2 separate regions of the Hordeum vulgare genome follow, and region 1 is linked to region 2. Evidence: chromatin contacts called from public Hi-C data. All regions are on one chromosome and are shown on one strand. The core of a region is the stretch at or near the end of the contact, and the rest is flanking DNA. Distances in the headings are between cores, read along the strand shown. Region 1 has its middle 56 kb from the start of LOC123447372. Region 2 has its middle 42 kb from the start of LOC123447372.

What was found. Hi-C and Micro-C count contacts between places; a contact is called where the count stands out from the background.
Region 1: a Hi-C map of seedling shows a contact between it and region 2, with 2.5 times the contacts expected there. The contact joins two enhancer-like sites. A contact is called at or near these places in 2 of 6 Hi-C or Micro-C datasets (leaf and seedling).

Annotation. Positions count from the first base shown.
Region 1 is chr4H:591,863,049-591,870,370 of MorexV3_pseudomolecules_assembly, reverse strand. No RefSeq gene overlaps it. Among protein-coding and RNA genes, the nearest start is that of LOC123447372, 56 kb to the right of the region's middle. Within about 2 kb of position 3,105, at least 3 of the 3 cell types and tissues checked have open chromatin away from gene starts, as enhancers often do. A contact at or near this core is called in leaf and seedling, where this site is marked.
Region 2 is chr4H:591,764,804-591,771,921 of MorexV3_pseudomolecules_assembly, reverse strand. No RefSeq gene overlaps it. Among protein-coding and RNA genes, the nearest start is that of LOC123447372, 42 kb to the left of the region's middle. Within about 2 kb of position 5,436, at least 3 of the 3 cell types and tissues checked have open chromatin away from gene starts, as enhancers often do. A contact at or near this core is called in leaf and seedling, where this site is marked.

The DNA of each region.
Region 1 (7,322 bases), core at 1,856-4,355, 100 kb before region 2:
TATATTCACATTTTTCTCAAAATTTGTTTGATATTCCAAATTTTGTCGGTTTTTTCAGAAAATATTTTGGAATTCCAATATTTCTTCACATTTCTGAAAATAATATTATTTTTTGAATAGCTAGTGCGGGAGAATCCGAAAATAAATAGCTGGAAGTAGGTACCAAACTCGTCATTGGCAGATTAAAAATTTCGAACAGTTTTTGAAAACAAGTGGAAAATATTTGGAGTTCTAATGTTTTTTTAATTTTTGCTTGGAAATCCAACACCCACTCATTATGATCGAGGTGCTCTAACCAGTAGGTCATCGCCCTTCTAGTTTGCTAACTTATTTTGCTCCAGCCTTTTATTTTTCTTTTGGTTCACGAAAGCTGGCTTTTCTCAGTTTGTGGCGTCAGTTTATGGACCGTTTTATTCATTGCTGTTTTTTTTCATTTTTTTAGAGCCACTAAGAGCTCCCCAAATCGCACTAGCTAGCTTCGGTGCATTGGAGTGGGCCGGGCCAGTCGCGGTGCCCCTGTGCGTCGAGGAGAAATTGGTCTTTTGCCTCAATTTACTTCTCAATTTGATAATTTGCCCCTTCCCCTGACACTGTCGGGTGGGGCCGGGGTCACTGGTCATTGAGATAACACTGGATCAAATCATCCAATCATTTATAAAGTGTGGCAAATCATCCAATCCCCCGTGCGTCGGGCAAGTATTTTTGTCGCGCTAGCTAGCATCGGTGCCTTGGAGTGGCTCAGCCCAGTCGTAGTGCCTCATGTGCGTCGTTGTATTATTTTACGCCGCATGCCTCAGATACTAGATCCCGTTTTACCTATGGGTACATATTTTCAGTCGGTTTTCTATTTGTGGTATAAAGTCGATTGTTTTTAACTTTTATAAAATTTCCACCAGTTTTTAAAACTGATGGACATCTCCATAATTATTAATCTGTTTGTAATTCATAAATATATATCCGTACTAATATGATGAAAATTCGTGGATACCTATTAATATTCATGGATATTATTTCAAAACAGTGAAAAGAATTGATTCATGAAGTGCTTTCAATAATTTCTAAAAAACAGAATGTCGTATTTTTCCCTAGCGAGAATCATCCATTATTTCCAACTGGTTATATGGGGTCCTCCTATTCAGCGACCTACGTGCCAGGAATCGAGCGAAAATCCCCTCTCCCATGCGCGTCTTCTGGACTGGCCCATGTGGTGTGTGAGGTGCCCCTATTATTTTTAAAATTTTGCAAAAGTGCAGACTTCCGAAAAATGCTCATGAATTCAAAAAAGTTATTGAATTCAAAAAATGTGCGCAATTCCAGAAGGCTATAATGAACGTTTTTTATGAAATATATATGAATGCAAAAAAAAGAATGCAATGAACACAATTTGAAATCGATGAACATATTTTCAAAATCAATGATTGTTTTTAATTTGAGAACATTCTATTAATTTCATGAACAAGTTTTGAATTTGAATTGACGTTTTCCAAATACACTGAACAAAAATATGAATCCTATGAACAATTTTTGAATTATTGAATATGTTTTTCACACTGACGAACATTTATTGGAATAAATGAAAAATTGATTTTACCGAATTTGAAAATAATATTCGCATAAAAGTAAAAAAGTAAAGAAGAGAAAAGAAATAAAGGAAAAAATTAAAATAAAGAAAAAACGAAAGGAAAAAAGGAAAATGACCTGCCCATACAAACGCTAGCAAACTGCACGAAGTATAGGATCCTCGTGGTTCGAAGGTATGAAGAGAGAGCAACTAATTAGGCAACACTCGTCGGAGCCTTCTCAAAACTCACCTGGGGTGGGCTCGTTATTCGGAGGTGTGAAGAAATGAATCTAAAAAAGAAAACTCTGAAGTTGTGATAAACGGCAAACATGCAAGGCGCCATTTATCTCAACCTAAGATTAATGAACTTTGGATGGAGTACTCTTCAGCTAACAATTTCGGTGTGAAGATAAAAAAAATGAGTTGCGGACAAGAAGTTGTTGTGGCCGCTATTCGGCCTGGTCTTGCCGCAGGACTTTGCTGCTATTCTATGCAATGAGCAAAAGATTAGGAGTACTGATAACAGATCAGGACATGAGGGCAAATTCTATCTTCCGTGACTGCGTTATATTGGCGCCAAACGCACACAGACGATCGTGCTGGAGAGGAAATGTGTTGGGCCATTTTTTCGAAATCTACTAAAAGGTTCCAACCCAGTTTTGGGAACCTTCTGGAAGGTTCTTGGATCAATTTCCTTCTTCTTATTTTTTCTTTTTTTTCTTTCCTCATTTTATTATTTTTTAAAAATTCAAACTGTTTGCAAATTTGTTTTTTTTTTTGCATTCTCCGACAATGTTTGCAAATTTGATTTACTTTATTAAGTTTTTTTTTAAATATCAGAATTTGAGAAAAAGTTGGCACCTTCAACATATGTTAAAAAATTTATTATTATTATTTTAAAAAAAATATTTAAAAAACTTGATTTGTTTTTTCTTGCTAAAATATTCCTTTTTTAGAACTTCACTATTTAAAATATTACATGATATAGTACTCGATACACTACAATAGACGGTGTTCCTACTGTTCGTGTTTCAATAGTGTTTGATATCCGCTTCTTATCGAGCGATGATGTAAATCGCTTGTTGCGAGCGATATCGTCTAGATCATCTACATGGTAATTGACTTTCCATTCGATCGAAGTGTATTAGCGGGTAAGCTCTTTAGAGACGTTGATTCATTTTTTGTGACATTCCAGATGATTGTTTTTCTTTTGATTGTGATTTCTCAGCTTATTTTTCTAGTTGGTTAATTAGTTTTTATTCTCTAGTTTTTTTCCTTGTCCTTTTCATTTTTCTTTCATCTCGTTTTCATTCCATTATTTTCTAAAATCAAAAATAATTTCAAAAAATTGTGAATATTTGAAATTCATGATTCTTTTTAAAGCTTACAAATATGTGTGCATGTCGTATACCTAGTTGCCACCAGACTGAGCAAGTGTTAGTTTCCTTAGGTCACCGACTGATCGGGGTGCTCCTGATTGGCGCTTCAGGCGCCAGCTAAGGGAGTTGGCACTCACAGCCGCCGATTGATGGACCGGCCCAAGTAGCACTCACTTGACTCGCCCCCCCTGATCGCTTGCTTGCTCGCTCGTGGGCTGTTCTGTACGGTCGTGCGTGGTTGACCAGTTGACTAGTGAATCGTTGACTTTAATAATAATAATAATAATAATCTGCATTTTAAAAAAGTTCATGAATATTGAAAAAGTTCAACTACTTTATGTAAAGTCAACCGAATTCAAAAAAGTTATTGTTCTTAAAAAATATCCATCAAATTTTAAAAACGTTCACTGATTTTGAAAAAAACTTCATCAAATTTCATAAAAGTTAATTATTTTTGAAAAAAGTTCATCAAATATGACAAAAGTTCACTTATTTTGAAAAATATTCATCAAATCTAATAGAAGTTCAACATTTTTTAAAAAGTTCATTGATTTTTTTAAAATTTTGAAAAAAAAGTCCATCGGTTTTTTTAGAAAAAATATTGAATTTGATAAAAAAACTTCATCAAAGTTTGAAAATCATACATTTAAAAAATCATCATAATTTATAAAAAAATAGTTCATCATAATTAAAAAAGTTCACCAAATATTTTTTTAAAACCATGCAAATAAAAACAAAGACAAAAAAAGAAAAAGGTAAAAAGGTGAAAAAGGAAAAACGTAAGAGGAAAGAAGAAAGAGAGGAAGAAGTAGTACTTGGGCAGCTGATGTGGGACGGTGGAGTCGTTAGTCTATCACACTACTTACCTAGAGGTCGCAGGATTGAATAGCAACAAAGGCAGGGTTTTCTTTTTGTTTTACAAAGCAATGTGTCGATGGACCTGGCCATGCACTCTATTATGTGTGTGATGCAGTCATTTGTTCTCTCACAAGGCTATGTCTCGTCCGTCCCGATTCCTGTTAGGAATCGCATACAGTCAAATTTTTTTTTACAGGCAATAATGAGAGTTTATTCAAACAAAAGCATTCGTTGAATCGTGAGCCAACAAACTGCTCACCAGGAAGCTAGGGGTCACTTCCAGCCAGCTTTGTGTCACATTCAATGTGCAAGGGCGCTTAGTACAAAGATAGGCCGGATAGTTAGCTGACCGGATTACATGGCGGATATCAAAACATAAAAAGTTATTAGCTAGCTCTCCTATTTCATAAAAATAGGGGTGTCACAACCGAAAGGGAGTTGTGACGATTTTTTCTAGAGTTCCGAAACCTCCACACAGTTTGTCTTGATGATCATCTCCTGAAAACCCGTGAGGCCTTGTTTGACAGGAAGGGGTTGGGGAGGTTTGTGGAGGGGGGATTTCAGAGGATTGGGTGAATCCCTTCCTTCCAACCAATCCTCTCAAATCCCCTCAATCACCAAACCCCTCACATACCCTTACTATTTGGTACACAGGGATTCATACAAAGGTTTGCAAAATTAATATACTATAATTAAAAATGTATTTTTTACAACTTCAAAATCTCACAGAAGAAATATACTTAGAACAAAGGTTCAACTAAATTACGCAAAACAACAAGCAAGCTCATATAATCTGTTTGAAGTACTATCAACGGTTCAAATGAAAATGCATATAATCTGTTTCAACTACTATCAACGGTTCAAATGAAAATGAAAAACATGACACAAGCCACGGTCCAAATGAAAAACACGACACAAGCCACGGTCCAAATGAGAAATACAAGATGTTCGATCAACGAAAGTGAACGGTTCATCACAACATGAACACATGTTTGATCGGCAAATGACGCGTGACATGTTTGCGGGCGACAAGGTTTGAAGGAGACTTGTGGCAGCAAAGCATGGTCGCCCGTCTTCCGCAAGATCATATCCCTATAATAAAATAGATGAATTGGTCCAAGGGTTAGATGTACTTAATGTTGTTGCGAGCATTAGATGGCTCTTTTTGAATTAAAATGTAAAACCAGACAGATTCCAGAACAGAAGAAAGGTGTCAAACTCAGTTCACACTTGTTGTATTATTAATACCTAGTGTTTTGTGCTACCTCTGATACGTTTTAAAACTACGAAAATCAGTGGCTAAAATTAGAAACGTTTGACCAGCACTAGCTACTAGGTACTGTTGTCGACTATCCTAGTATGGGCTAAAATTAGAATAAGCATGCAAGAAATAAGAAATACATTTGACGGTTTACTTGACTTGAAGCAAGTTTATCATAAAGACATGATAGGAAATCATAATAGCAGAGTATGTTTCAGTCTTGGTGTCACATACCGAAAGAAAACTGAGGATTGACTTGAAGCAAGTTTTTCATATATTCTATCTCTGTAGATATGTGATACTGCTGGACTAAGAATGTTTCAACCTTGGTGTCACATAACAGCAGAGTATGTTTGTTTTCTGTCTCACGGCCTACAAATCCAACTTGTGTGGGATATCCTAATTGTGAAATACGTACACTTCGTACACTTCAATCAGGACATATGTTATTTCAGAGAGATTACAAATACTTGAGCTGAACATACAAACAATGCCCACAAGTAACAAACCAAGGCAACAATAACCATACAAGAACTTAGCAGCTTTTAAAATAACAAAATCAGGGTGGTGCACATCTATACATCCGCATCATGTTGCTGTTGAGCGAGAAGCCCAGCTAAGCTCAAGCGTTAAACCAACCGCACCACCATAAAAAATCCAGTAGTCATATGAAGGAGGACGTTGCATGGAAAACACAAATTTTCTTACACATACGAAAGCCTATTATGGTGATGATCATCTACGAGAAGGAGATCGGATCCACATACCCTTGTAGATCGCTAAGCGGGGAACGTTAAAAACACGGTTTATGTAGTGGAACGTCTTTGCGATCCAAATCGCCGCCATCCCACGATCCGTCCCGATCTAGGGCCGAACGGATGGCACCTCCACGTTCAGCACACGTACAGCTCGATGACGATCTCCGCCTTCTTGATCCAGCAAGAGAGACAAAGAGGTAGCTGAATTCTCCGGTAGCACGACGGCGTGGCGGTGATGATGGTGGAGCTACTCCGGCAGGGCTTTGCCGTGCCGTACTGATCTAGCTACGAGGTGTCACGAAGTAGTGGAGGGAGAGAGGGCCCCTAAAACCCTCCACTATATATAGGAGGAACCAAGGGGTGGTTGGCTTGCCTCCTACTCCAAGGAGGAGCCTTCGGCCGAGGCAAGGAGGGAGGAGTCCTCCTCCAATTCGGTTTGGTGGAGCACTCCTTCCTATCTTTTCCACCTCCTTCTTTTTTTCTTTTTTCCTTCTTTATTATTGCTTTGGCCGAAATAGCCTTATTGGGCTGGCCTCACCAGCCCACTAAGGGCTGGTGCGCAACCCATGTGCCTATTTGGTTCTCTCCCGGGTAGGTGGCACCTCCTGGTAAAACCCCGGAACCCATTCGTCACTCCTCGTACTTTACCGATAATGTCCGAAATCTTTCCGGAAGCCAAATGCAACAATCCTATATATCAATCTTCGTTTCCGGACCATTCTCGATATACTCGTGACGTCCGGGATCTCATTCGGGACTCCGAACAACATTCGGTTACCAACATCAATAATTCAACTATACCGAAAACGTCACCGAACCTTAAGTGTGCAGATCCTGCGGGTTCGAGAACTATGTAGACATGACTCTAACATGTGGTGAAAGTTAACCTCGAAAAATGCATTAGGCCGTATATATATATATATATATATATATATATATATATATATATATATATATGCATAGAGGGAGTATACAAGGTCTTGCATTGTCATATGAGCATTTGTCGTTCTCCTATGCATATGAATGCATCTTTTTGTTTCTCATCTTCATTTGTAAGCTTTTCAAACTTTCGAAATCTTTATGGGCCAACATGAGAACAAGCTATTCACATTGATCCATTGTTGGATGATTTAGTAGTCCCTAAGTTTAAGAAGCAGGTGGGGGCTTCATCGGTGGCCGAATCAAGTGAAGGTGATAAGCGACCAAGGGGGGAGACCAATCCCAAGTTGGACGAAAAGTATGATGCTTCGATGATCGCCTTGCAAAAAACCTTGAAGGGATTCATGACCCAAAAGGAGGTGGCAATTGAGAGAGGAAACAAAGGAATCACCAAGAGAAGGATGAGAAAATGAAGATCTTGTTAGACATACAAAATAAGAAGCTCGAGATGTTAAGACCAATACCCGGATAAGGACAAACAAGATAAAGCTTGTGCTAATCTCGAAGGCAGTGGAGATCATGGCGGTGGACTTGAGCAATATGCCCCCCCAAAAGAGCTTGATTCA
Region 2 (7,118 bases), core at 4,187-6,686:
TTCATGTTGATGCAGATTATTGTTGGGGAGAAGAGAAAGTGCAAAGAGGATGGATGCTATATGCTCTCTACAACCAGAAGCAACAACAAGGTGTCTATGGCAGTATGCCTAGTTGCCTACCAACCAAATTCCACTCTATTCTCCTACTTAGAACTCTCTAAGGCATCCGCCTTGCCTTATGCCTTATCTCTTAGGAAGTGAGGCGCCCCCAAGCGCATTGCCACGCCTTACCGCCTTAAAAGCAATGCTCTCTAAGTACGGTTTCCTACATCACGATCTAAGGACACGGCGATTCGATCCGATTGTTGGAATTGCCGTCAAACATGACGAGGTTGCGCCTACTAGCAATACGGTTGTCAATCTTTGTGGACAAGAAGCCCTTGAGCTGAAACTTCCTGGCGGCAAGCAAGAGCCCCATCTATTGGTGTGGTACGGAGGCAAGGAGACAAATATATGTGGTGGTGAGCTAGGTGAGAAAATATTTTTTATGTTTGTGTATGCAAGAGTTTTCTTGGTCCCGAAAAAATATAGGAAAAATGAGGTGCAATTTTTTTGAATCATGATGGCTTCGAGTACCACCAACCTCATATAAGCGCGGAAAGGCAAAGCCGCAGTAGAAATCACAACATTCTCAATAGACTTTGCAATAAATGATATCCCTATCAATATAATATTTCCCCTCCAGTATCACAAACTTTACCACCAACCTCACTTTTATTCGATGTATTATATGTCTTGTGTCTGAGATATCTTTCTACAAGAGCTAACTACTCCACAGATTTTTTATGAACTAGTATTTAAACTTATCACCAAATGTGACATGTGTCTACTGTTGCTATGTGAATGATGACGGTCCAAGAAAAACGGTTTGGTTCCTCTTTACCGTATTGTCCTTGCTGACACTGGCATTGTGCCAAATGAGCCACACCAAGGTTCTAATTTAAGCAAGAATTTTACCTTTCCATAAATGCCAAGAATATCTGTCATGCCCCAAGTTAGACGGATGGTCATATAAGGATTTGACTGGAAATTACCACTCTTAATCCACTTCGACTTAGGCATGTCTTCATTCTAATTCAAAACAACCGTCCCAAGTAGATCCCCCAGTTCAACAATTTTACCATGTTACTCACCAATCAGTCGTCTTCTGAACCTCACATTCCAACCTCAATCAACTAGTTGCTTCATCGTGCACACAACTCACAGTAATGTTCTTTCAAAGTTTACGTCCAAACCAAATGGCATTCCATTGTTGCCCATTGTCGGTAAGCATGCATCTCACACTGAGGTATAAACTTCTATCTGATCATAACTTTTTTTGTGAAAAGGACCGGATCTATTATATCCAATCTTAAGCACTTCAGAGAAAATGAACATGGCCCATGCAAAGTGCAAGCCATTTTTATTTTTGTTACGAGCTGAAATGGACTCCCCGCGTTCTTCTGCTCCGCTACCACGTGGATGACGACGACCCTACCAAAAGAATGGTCATCTCAAATGAAATGCAAATATTGAACATGCACCCGTTGGGAAACGAACTAGCGAGGTTTACCAAGAGGCGTAAGTGGACGATGGTGAGTGAGAGAGAGGAACAGGAAATGGAGGAGATGGTTTTAAAATCCGACTGGGACACTTCTAAGGAGCAACGCGAGAGCGAGAGCCGTTTTTACAATGGACAATCTATTTTCCAGGGAATTTGCAGTGTACAAAATTTGTAAATGAGTTACTAAAATCTTCAGAGAAGAAAACATAAGTGTATGATCACTACCATCTTGATTCCATAACAACCAAATTAGCCAGCCTGACTAACCTTGTGTTATGCAATGCTCCCTACTTTTCTTTTTTACTTCACATATTAGCTTTGTATTCAACTAAGCCTTTTCCCTCGCAAATTTCTTAAGCCTTTCAAAGTTTAACCACGTTTATAGGGAAAAAGTATCACCATTCATAATAATTCAATATCATTGTAAAATATTTTTTATGTTATATTTATTTGATATCATAGATGTTGCTAATTTTAATTTAAATTTGATCAGACTTTACAAAAAAAATGAGAAGAAGAAAAATTGAAAGGAAGTGCTAATAAAGAAGAATTACTTTTTTAGACGATGTACTAACAAAGAAGTATTCCTCCATTCCCTTCGCTTCAAAGAGAAATGAAGATGGACCATGGCAAATAGCAGAAGTGCAGAACGATGACCCAAAGCACCTGCTCATTTAGCCAGCCGAACTAAATTACTACTATCTCGCTTGCATAACAACCAACTTAGCCATTCCGACTATTATTTCGCATATTAGCTTTGTATTAAGTTAAGCTTTTAATGTTTGACCACATTTATAGAAAATATCACCATTCAAAACTAATAAATACCATTAGATCCATCATGAAATGTGTTTTTATATTGTATTTATTTGATATCATTGATGTTGCTACTTTTCATCTAAGCGTGATCAAACTTTACAAAGTCTAGCATAAGAGAAGGCAAATATGAGAAGAGGTAAAATCGAAAGGACACGGACGGAGCCAGGATTTAGGCATAGGGGGGCGAGACGATGGTGAAGCCAAAAAAAAATTGTGCCTTTTGACTACTAAAAGTTTTATACCTAGTATACAAAAAATGCAGCAGGAGCATCCCTTAGCTATAGCTAGTAATGGTGAACAATTTCATATAAGTGCCACATATATAGAGAGAAGGTGTAACCGAAATACTCCGAAATTATGAAATGAAATAAAACATTATCGTATATAAGTTTAAGATGTAAGAACTAGAAAAATCTTCATGTAACTAAATGGTAGTATTCAGTGTATCTAAATTAGTTGGGTCAACACTTACATTGTACCTGATGTGGAGCTGGTAGCTACCAATGCGTACACATCCTTAAACACACATGATCAATTAGTTAGTGTTGCATTAGGAGAAAACGATCAAGATTTTCCAAAAACATACCTAGAGCATTAAATCCACCCCATCTTATCCCCTCCACTGCTAGGTCAAAGCAAATCGACTGGTGGTAGCTAGTCACCAGGCACGCAACAAGCATCCCTGATCACCAACGCTACAAATGTCAGGGCGCCCGAGCTTCAGAGTTCTGATTGATTATGTACGCCTATGCCCTCGAACTGCAATGATGGGCCACACCAACCAATTAATTGAAACACAAACATGATTAGATCAAAGGATAGTTGCTAGATCATAGCATCTTCCCTAACCACCATGAATGGATCAGCGATAACGCTTGACCAAACCCTATCATGGTCGTGGGCGGCGGCGACAACAGATCGATTGCGTCAGTACGTGTGTTGTGGATGGTTATCGATATATTGCCTGATGCGTTCACAAACAGCAGACACCCTGGACAACACATGTCATTTGGACTATACGACTTTGGGCTCTTGGGCCAACCTGCAACGTTCAATGCATAAAACAAAGGCCTGTGACTATGCTAATGACGGATAACTTTTTTTTTTTGAATCTGCTAATGTCGGCTTTCTAAGCAAAGATCACATATAAGATTAGTACTAGTCCCCCTTACGGATCCATGGGGGTGGCCGGCCCATAGGGGGGGTCTGGCCCCCGCTCGCCCCCCATTGGCTCTTCCCCTGCGAAAGGAAGTACTAATAAACAAGTATTATAGACGGAATGCTGATAAAGAAGCATTACTCCATTCCCCTCCCTTCAAAGAAAAATGAAAATGGCACATGCAGGACAGGAGAATGACGGGGGATTAGATGATTTAGCCAGACCCACTAAGTTTGTGTTATGCAATGCTCTTTATGTTTATTTTTATTTCACATCTTCGCTTTGTATTAAGTCAAGTTTTAAAGTTTGACCACATTTATATTTCCTCTGTCCCACAATAAAAAAATTATACTAATTTAGTTTTTAATTTGTGAAATTTATTTTGGGACGGAGGGACTAGAAAAATAACACCCTTCGAAATAAATAAATAATATTAGATCCATCATGAAATATGTTTTTATTTTTGTATTTAATTGATATCATAGATGTTGATACTTTTTATCTAAATTTGATCAAAATTTTGTCAGTCTGACCTACGAAAAATAATAGGATGAGAACTATTTTTCTATTCCCGTCCCTCCAAAAGAATGAAGGATCTCGGAACAAAGTAGTGGTAAACAAGGTCTTTTGAGGCAAAGAACTAACAGAGAAGTGTTTCGTCATTCCCCTCCCTCCAAAAAAATGAACATGGCCCGTGCAAAAAAGCATAATCACGGCCCAAAGCACCTGCCCAGCTGAACAATCAACAAAAATGCAGTCAAACCTGGGTCGGCCGAAAGCACCTGCCCAGCGGAATGAGCAGGAAAAATAGCGCCCTTCGAAATAAATAAGTAATATTAGATCCATTATGAAATAATATGTTTTTATTTTGTATTTAATTGATATCGTACATGCTGATACTTTTTATCTAAATTTGAGAACTATTTCTCTATTCCCTTCCCCCCAAAAAAATGAAGGGTCCCGGGACGAAGTATTGGTAAACAAGGTCTTTTTAGGCGAAGTACTAATAGGAAGTGTTTTTTCATTCCCCTCCTTCCTAAAAAAAAGATGGCCCGTGCAAAATAGCATAATCATGACCCAAAGCACCTGCCCAGCAGAACGATCAGCAAAATGTAGTCGAACCCAGGTCGGCCCAAAACACCTGCAAAGCAGAATGACCAGGAAAATACAGCACCCATCGAAATAAATAAACAGTATTAGATCCATCATGAAATATGTTTTTACTTTGTATTTAATTGATAACATAGATGTTGATACTTTTAATCTAAATTTGATCAAAATTTTGTTAGTCTGACCTACAAAAAATAAGAATATGAGAACTATTTCTCTATTCCCCTCCCTCAAAAAATATGAAGCGCCTGGGAACAGAGTACTGGTAAACTAGGTCCTTTTAGACGAAGCACTAATAGAGAAGTGTTTCGTCATGTGAGCTCTTATACGGCGCCTTCAGCACCGGTTAGCCGAACGGCGCCTGCAGGGCTCCTCTTCATGGGCCGGTCCATATAAAATGTGTTGGTCCTTCAAAAATTGACAAAAAAGTTAACAAAACTTTAAAAAAGTTAAGATCCAAAAAAAAGTTCAATGATTTTTGAAATATGCTTACGTATTTTTACAAAGTTAACAGAATTCCAAAAATAATCATTGATTTTCAAAAAAAAGTTCATCGATTATCAAAAAAGTTCATCAATTTTTACAAACAGTTCAGTAAATTTGAAAAAAAATCACGAAATTTGAAATTATGTTCAACGATTTTAAGAAAAGTTCATCAATTTAAAAAAACATCAAATTTTGAAAAAGTTCACCGATTTTCACAAAATTGATCAATTTGGAAAAAAGTTCACGGGCTAAAACTCAGGTAGGATTTTAAAATGGGCCGGCCCATGATGGAGCTCTGCAGGCGCCGGTTAGCAAAATTTGCCTGTACAGTGACAGAATACAATTCTACTACTAGACCACTGGTGCCAAGATAGTAACATCATTAGAAAAGTCTATTTTAAACCTTAAACTTGTAAAGATCGGACGAAATGACCCCAAATCAAAATTCCGATCGATTTCATCCTAAACTCTATAATCCTACTACAAACAGTTTTTTGAAAATACGGTCATTTTTCAAACGGGGATTGTCGACATGGCAAAGGATGACCGTGATTGGGCCGGCCCAGTTCACTGGAGCGCGTGTTGGGCATTATTTTGCTTCAGGTTTTTCGTTTGTTGTTTAATTTTTTAATTTATTTTTGGTTAAATTTTTTGTTTCGTTTTTTGTTCCTATTTATATTTTTATATTTTTTATTTTTTGATATGTATTTGTCCTTGTTTCCAAAAAATGACCATGTTTTCAAAAAACTGTTTGTCTATTTCAAAAAATGACCAGTATTTTTTGATATGTTCAAGTTTTTCAACATGATGTCGCAATTTTAAAAAACCTTCATCTTTCTGAAAAATGTTTGCGCGTCCAATTTTATATATTTTTAAATTTTAAAAATGTCTGTATTTCAAAAACAGTTCAGAAATTGCTAAAAATGTTCTTGCGTTCAAAATATGTTCATGTTCCCAAAGAATGATCGAGTTTCAAAATTTGTTCTGGATTTTTAAAAATTGTCCATAGATGATGCTGAAGTTATGACCTGTTATGTCATTCTGAACTGCGATCGGACCAAACGGCGCCCGTCAGATTTAAGACGGAAAACAGTTCTGTAGTTTAGGAACTAGTTAGCGGGGGCCGCCGACTAAGCCCAAAGCTGCGGCGTGTTTGCAGACGTGGACGCGAGGAGCTGAGACGGTGATCTGGAGACGCCGAGTAGAGATGAATACGGACTGGACGGAGGCGGCGGGACCCTTTCGATCGACCTTCTCTTACCTGGCTGTGCAAAAGTGCCCCGCCTTATGGCAGTATGCAGCGTAACATGAGTCCACGGCAACAACGCTTGTTGCATCCGGCGGCGAAAATGTTCTTCTAGACAAGATGCATCCAGGACCGGTCCTGAGTTTTTGGGGGGCCGGGACAAAACTAGAACTCGGGGCCTCATAATATATCATCATGGCAAATATAATCAATATCTCTACTTGCATAAAAGTTTTTGTTTATTATTACGGTGTGTCTGTCATTTTTGACTATGTGGTCTAGATCTAACAATTGCGAGGTAGGTTGTGGTATTGCAAAAAGACTCTTGCTACTCTCTTCCGCATTTGTACAAAATACGTATTCCCTCCAAACCAGCCACAACCCATCCCCACATCATCCAAACAAATAAGAGAAATATACTTTACGTGAAACCTAACATGTTTTTAGTTGAAATTATATATCAAAAATAGGGTTATTTTTATCCAAGTTTATGTACACGTACACTTTAGTAGTATATGTATATATATTTCAACATTTAATGCATCCTAAACTAATATGCATATGAAATAGTTGATGCAAAAGCTTTGCGTCGTATATGCAAAGGTAAATAACTTAATAATTAGTTACTAATAGAGAATAATAATATCTATACCTCGCATGGCGGCTCATCGATGATCCGATGTGGACTCATAACATGATGTACGTATGTGCCACTAGTGGAAAACGGGCCTTTGGCCTGGACCCTTTAGTCCCGG